Linked DNA regions of Pan troglodytes: region 2 is linked to region 1. The links are chromatin contacts, called in public Hi-C maps. All regions are on one chromosome and are shown on one strand. Each heading gives the region's core, a stretch centred on a gene start, on an enhancer-like site or on the middle of the called end of the contact. The rest is flanking DNA. Distances are from core to core; before and after follow the strand shown. Region 1 holds the start of CTSD (cathepsin D). Region 2 holds the start of SYT8 (synaptotagmin 8).

Region 1 (3,044 bases), core at 197-2,696:
CCCAGGAAGCAGGTGTAATAGTATCAGTCGCACAAGAGCTGGAATCAGGTGAGGGCTTGGATTCAGCTACCCTTCCCTCCAAGAAGCCCCAGGATCGTTTCCCCTCTGCTGTGTCTGCCCTCCTTGGAGAGGGGAGGCCTGTGGATAGGCTGGCAAGGTCAAGGCAGGCTCAGGCTTGTGGCTACTCCCCTACAACGACTTTAATTGGGACTACCCGCCCCGGGGCCATTCCCCACAGCCTTTGGTGAGGCTCAGTCCTACCCAGCCCACTGCTCCTGCTGGCCCAGCCAGCTCCAGCCCCTGCAGCCTTCTGACCTCACCCACCTGCCCAAAGGCAGTGGACCCATCGCAGATCCCAGGTCTCCCACAAAGGCCCAGAGCAAGGGTGGGGCAGGTGCCCAATGGGATGGGTCAGCATACCCCTCCTGGGAATGCAGGCTGCCTTGCAAGGGCTGGGGAGGGGGTCAAGGAAGCAGACTGCAGCATGGCCCTCCTCTGCCCAGCTGGTCAGGCATGGCCGGGCCCCATCCCATCCAGGCCCAATCGGTGGCCTCACCTGGCACAGGGGATCGGCCTGAGGAGCGTGTGGGCCTCACTACAGCACAACCCCAGGCCCGGGGTGGGTGAGCCGACCCACTCCCCATGCCTCCTCCTCTCTCAGGGACATGGGAACTCCTAGGGTCTCCCGGGGTCTCCCAGCCCAGGGCCTGTGATAAGAGCCGCTGGAGCAAACTTTTAAAGCCCCCAGTTCACAGGTGGTAAAGGGGTCCTTAAGGAAATGGACTCGCCCAGACTCGGGGGCTCTGAGGCCTGACTTAGGTCTCCAGCAACAAGGGCGCTCAGTACAGACCCCAATTCCACCTGCCCCGAATGAGCACTACCTCCCCTCGCCCCGCCCCGTCTCCAGGGAGGCTGCGGTCAGTCTGCAGTCCTCAAGGTACAACCCAGGGTGGCATGGGGGAGAGGCATCTGGCGCCTCTGCCCCAGGTCCCCTGCACCTCCGGAGCCCGGCGCCCCGTAGGCGGGTGGTCCGTGCAGGAGGCCGCGCAGGGCGGCACAGGTGCATTCCAGCGCGGGGGGCGCAAGGGGCTCGTGGGGGCCACAGGGGAGCGCGAAAGTCACCACAGGCCCCGGGACCTCGGCGCCGCGACCCCGCCCGTCCCTGAGCCCCGGCCCCTGAGGCTTCACCTGACGAGCGCGGAGGCGGGTGCAGCCAGCAGGCAGAGGGCGAGCAGCAGAAGACTGGAGGGCTGCATGGCGGCGGCGGCCGGGTCGGAGAGGGTCGCCGAGGCCGTGCGCTTATAGCCGGGATGACGCCGCAGTTGGGCCGGATCAGCTGACCCGCGTGTTTGCACCCGGACCGGTCACGTGGGCGCGGCCGGCGTGCGCGGGGCGGGGCGGAGCGGGGCCTGGCCTGGGCGGGGCAACCTCGGCGCACGCGCACAGCGCCCGGGCAGGGGGGTGGTGCGCCTGCCGCGCCTACAGTTCCCGCCGCTCGCACCCGCGCCCGCGCCCGCCGGGTCAGCCCGGCTCAGCTTCTGGGGTCTGGAGGATTCCCGTTTCGGCCTGGCCCGGGGTCGTGGGGCGGCCCACCCTGGAGGGCCCCGCGGGGTGACCCCTGTCCCGGCCGCCGCGGCCGTCCCCGCGTCCAGGCCTGCGCGGGGCGCTGCGCCGTGGGCTCCTGCACCTGCTCCTCCCGGCGCCCCCTCGTCCCCCTCCGAGACGCTCCCAGACATCCTCTCTGGAAGCCTCTTGCAAACCAGGGTTAAATTCAAAGTCCCCAGCCCACCGAATGGACCCTCCGCTCCTCTACAGGGCTTCCAGAGAAACCTGGAAAACCAGCTCAGGCCCTGCCGCAAAGGGGGTCGGACCCGCTCCGCCCTCTCCCTCTGGGCGCTGTGCTTAGAGACTCAGGCCTCACCGATGGCTCTGTAGCCTCCAGATCCCAAATTCCAACCTCACACTGGCACAGCCTCACGTGGCAGACAGCAGGCCCGAAGGCAGGCAAAGTATTCCACCCTAAAATACATTCCTTTCCCATGTTTTGATATGGCACTACACAGCTGTCTCGAGGGGGCGAAATTCGCGTTTTCTAGAGAAGCTCCTTCCCTTAGGAGGTCGGGCACCTTTTGTCCACTCACGTCAACTCTTTTTTTTTTTTTTTTTTTTGAGACAGAATCTCGCTCTGTGGCCCAGGCTGGAGTGCAGTGGCATGATCTCGGCTCACTGCAACCTCTACCTCCTGGGTTCAAGCGATTCTCCTGCCTCAGCCTCCTAAGTAGCTGGGATTACAGGCGCGTGCTACCACGCCTGGCTAATATATATATACACACACACGTATGTATATATACACACACACATATATATAGTGTATATATACGCATATATATGTATATATATACACTATATGTGTGTATATACACGTATATGTATACATATACGTGTGTGTATATATACACACGTATATGTATACATATACGTGTGTGTATATATACACACGTATATGTATACATATACGTGTGTGTATATACACACACGTATATGTGTATATATGTTTTGTATTTTTAGTAGAGATGATGTTTCACCATGTTGGCCAGGCTGGTCTCGAACTCCTGACCTCAGGTGATCTGCCTGCCTCAGCCTTCCAAAGTGCTGGGATTACAGGCGTGAGTAATCCCACTTCAACTCTTTAGGCAAAACATAACTCTTTCAACCACTTGCCAATCAGGAAATCTTTGAATCCCCTATGACCTGGAAGCTGCCCCTGCCAACCCTGTTTCTAGGCTGAACCGATGTATATCTTACATATGTTGATTTATGGTTTTGGCCTGTAACATCTGTCTCTGTAAAATCCGTAAAACCAGGCCGGGCATGGTGACTGTTGCCTATAATCCCAGCATACTCGGAGGCCAAGGTGGGAGCATTGCTTGAGCTGAAGAGCTTGAGATCAGCCTGGGCAACATGGCGAGAACCTGTCTCTACAGAAAAAAACTGAAAATTAAAAAAAAAAGTATAAAGCCAAGCTGTTACCCACCCACTTTGCT
Region 2 (3,043 bases), core at 132-2,631, 70 kb after region 1:
TCCCCATCCAGGAGCCCCACCAGGGTCTCCAGGAGGCTGCTGGCTGCCAAGCCACCGTCTCGGGGCCTCGGGGCTGGCCTTGGGCTCCAGCTCTGTTTGGTTTTCTCCTTCCTGCCCTGGAACCTCAGACGCCCGTCTGGCTGTGAAGGCGCCCATATACTGGGGAAGGTACAAAGCCCCTACACAGCTGGCTGCAGAGAACCGCGCGCGGGGCACGTAGCTCAGCTGTACCCTGGGGCCAGCGTCGAGCCACCCCCTGCATGTCTCCCCTTGCTTGCCTAAAAGCCCCACTAGGGCAGCCTCTGGCCCTTCTCATCCCAGACTGAGTCAGACTAGGAGACAGACCCATGCCCTGTGCAAACACCAGAAGGACGTACACGTCCCCACACGCCCAGGGCCGCGTGTGACCGGACGGGCCCAGACGTGCACATGCATGCCCACACGTCCTCCTGCTGTGGCCCGAAAGCATCCTCGGAGCCTGGGCTATGTCCTCCACACTTGCTGCCTGACCAGCCCCACGGGGCCGGCCCCGCTGGGACAGGTTTTCCCGTTAAGCATTAACCACCAGCAGATAAGGGCTCTGAGGGAACGCCCTGACCTGGGATGGCTGCTCCACGGTAGGCCCAAGTCACGGATTTGACTAGAGTGACCAGACTAACTGGCAGAGCAGAGGGAGGGGAGCTTAGGCTATAGGCTCTGCTCGGGGGTCCAACTAAAGCAAGAGGCACTGAGGTTAGACCAGAGTAAGGACTTCCAGCCACTCGCCCAGGGGCCAGCTGATAAGAGGATCACTCATTAGGAAACCAAGAACTCAAGGGATTGGGTCAGCCCAGCAGGAGACAAAGGCACAGAGGGGAATGGCCCGAAGGTGCCTGGGGCTGGAAGCAGAGGCAGCGGCAGAGCCAAGCCGGCCCACCTGGCTCTCTGAGTCCCCTGCCCCACACTGCCCAGGGCAGCCCCCGCCCGGCCCCTACCCTCCTCACACTTGCTTCCCCGCAGCCCACAGCACCTGAGGATGCCCTCTTCCGAGCCAGGCGGCCCTGCACCTCAGGACCCCTCCCCGTCGCGCAGAACCTGCTCAAACCAGGTTCAGCCAGGCCACCTCCTGCTGCCTCTCACCAAGGCCAGCCTGACGGGCCCATCGCCCCCTCCTGCAAAGCTAGGTAGGGCTCAGGGTGCCCCCAGCCCCAAGGGACCCTTGGAAATAGGCTGGAGCCCAGATGCTCAGCCTCTGCGACTCGGGGAGACCTTCCTCCCGAAGGGAGTTGCCCAGCTCTCACGGGCCAGCAGTTCCGGCCACAAGGTGGGGCTCCTGCAGCCCTGCCCCCCGCACCCCCTCCTACCCCAGGAGAGAGTTCCCCGTCACCAGAGGCAGTGCTGTCCGAGAGCTGGACCCGCCTTTGGGTGTCTGAGAGGAAGGCCTGGTGGCTGGCCGGCCACAGGAAGTGGTGGGCGTCAGGTGAGAGCATTTACACCTGGGGGGCTGCCAGCCCCAGCACTCGGGGAAACGTTGCTTTTCCAGAGGAAGGGCTCACGGAAAGGTGTTCCCACGGAAGCAGAAACCATTCCGTGTAGACTCACCATGGAGGGAAGCATTAGCAAGCCTGAAATGGTGCCCGCCTTGGGCTAACATGAAGTCTAAAGGAGGGGGCTCACCCCCGTTCTGCCTGGTGGGGGCTGGGGGCCCTAACGTGGTGGAATTCAGCACAAAACGTCATGGCAGGTCTGGGGGTCCTGGGGTGACCAGGGAGGGTTCCCTGGAAGAGGTGGGCTCACACTGGCCTTGGAGGGTGAGTCGGATGGGGATGCGGAGGGGCCTTCTAAGCAGCTTGGCAGCTGCAGGAGCAGAGCAGCCGCCTTCGTGGGGAGAGAGGAGCCGGTTTCCAGAGCCTTAAGGAGCCTCCTGGAGCGGTGGCCAGGGGGGAGCCAGGGAGGAAGGACCGTCTCCCTTTCCTGGGAAAACATGGCGTGAACTCCCAGAGAAGGTTTTCCCAGCAGGGCTACAGGAGACAGACAGCCAAAGCTAGACAACGGGGAGAGCAGCCCCGGGAGGCTCAGGCAGGGAGGGCGGGGGATTCCCAGATCTGGGAGGGGAGACCCGAGAGCCCCCAGCGCCCAAGGGTCTCCAGGGCACTGTCCCCGGGAGCCATGAGGGAGGCCGGGTCCCGAGGGGCGGACGGCGCCACCTGGTGGCCATGCGCCCGCTGCACCTGCACCTCCCTGGGGTCCCGGCGGTCCGGAGGGACCCCGCACCTCCCCAGGCTTTGGGACCCCCAGCATCGGCAGTCAGCGCCCCCAGGGTCCTGGGGTTCTCCGGAGCAGCTTCTGGGTGGCCCCTGTGCTCCTCTGGGGACAAGGTCACCAGGCTGGCCCAGGAGTGCTGCTGGCCGGCCGCGGCAAATCACTGCAGGGGAGCTCTCTCCGCCCGGCCCTGACTGTTCTTAGAGTAAAGGAGGGGGGACGCCAGCAAAGCGGGGGCACAGGGGAGGGGCGCACGCACACGCACACGCACACGCACACATGCCCGCACTCACAGATGGAGATTCTGTATTGGCAACTTATCCAGAATCTCAACCATAAAAATCTGGAGTGAAGCTACTTTAATCTCAGCATGTATACAGGCTCTGACATTTCAAAAAGAGAAGTTGCCTTGAAACTCCACGTAGGGAGGAGGCAGTGGCCTGTTTGAATCTGGCCGGCACAGTCCCGCTCCAGGGACCCTGTGGACCCAGCCCATTCCATCAGCCACCAGTAGGGGCGCTCCGCCAGCCACGTGTGGGACGCCCGACCCACCTGGGAGTGTCCCCCAGGAGCTGAGGGGCTGCCGAGGCCCGTGAGCTTCGCTGCACACCCACACTGCATCTGCAGGGGACTCACCCAAGGGGTCCCCCGAACACGACAAGCTCCGTCATTTGTGAGGCCCAGTGCAGAATGAAAATGTGCAGCGTCTTGTTCCAAAATTAAGAATTTCAAGATGGCCCCAGCACGCATTAAACCAAGCAGGGACCCCTCTGAGCATGGGGCCCTGCGCACAGGGTGCAGC

What was found. Hi-C and Micro-C count contacts between places; a contact is called where the count stands out from the background.
Region 2: a contact with region 1 is called in a Hi-C map of stem cell-derived neural progenitor cells, with 2.9 times the contacts expected there. The contact joins the promoter of SYT8 here to the promoter of CTSD in region 1. A contact is called at or near these places in 1 of 7 Hi-C or Micro-C datasets (stem cell-derived neural progenitor cells) and 1 of 1 datasets of contacts at active chromatin or transcription factors (stem cell-derived excitatory neurons).

What each region holds. Positions count from the first base shown.
Region 1 is chr9:6,022,362-6,025,405 of NHGRI_mPanTro3-v2.0_pri, forward strand. CTSD (cathepsin D) reads right to left here and starts at 1,447. Exons shown (of 9, transcript XM_016920115.4): 1 at 1,189-1,447. The coding sequence starts at 1,256.
Region 2 is chr9:6,092,310-6,095,352 of NHGRI_mPanTro3-v2.0_pri, forward strand. It overlaps SYT8 (synaptotagmin 8), which reads left to right and starts at 1,382. Exons shown (of 9, transcript XM_009459679.4): 1 at 1,382-1,459.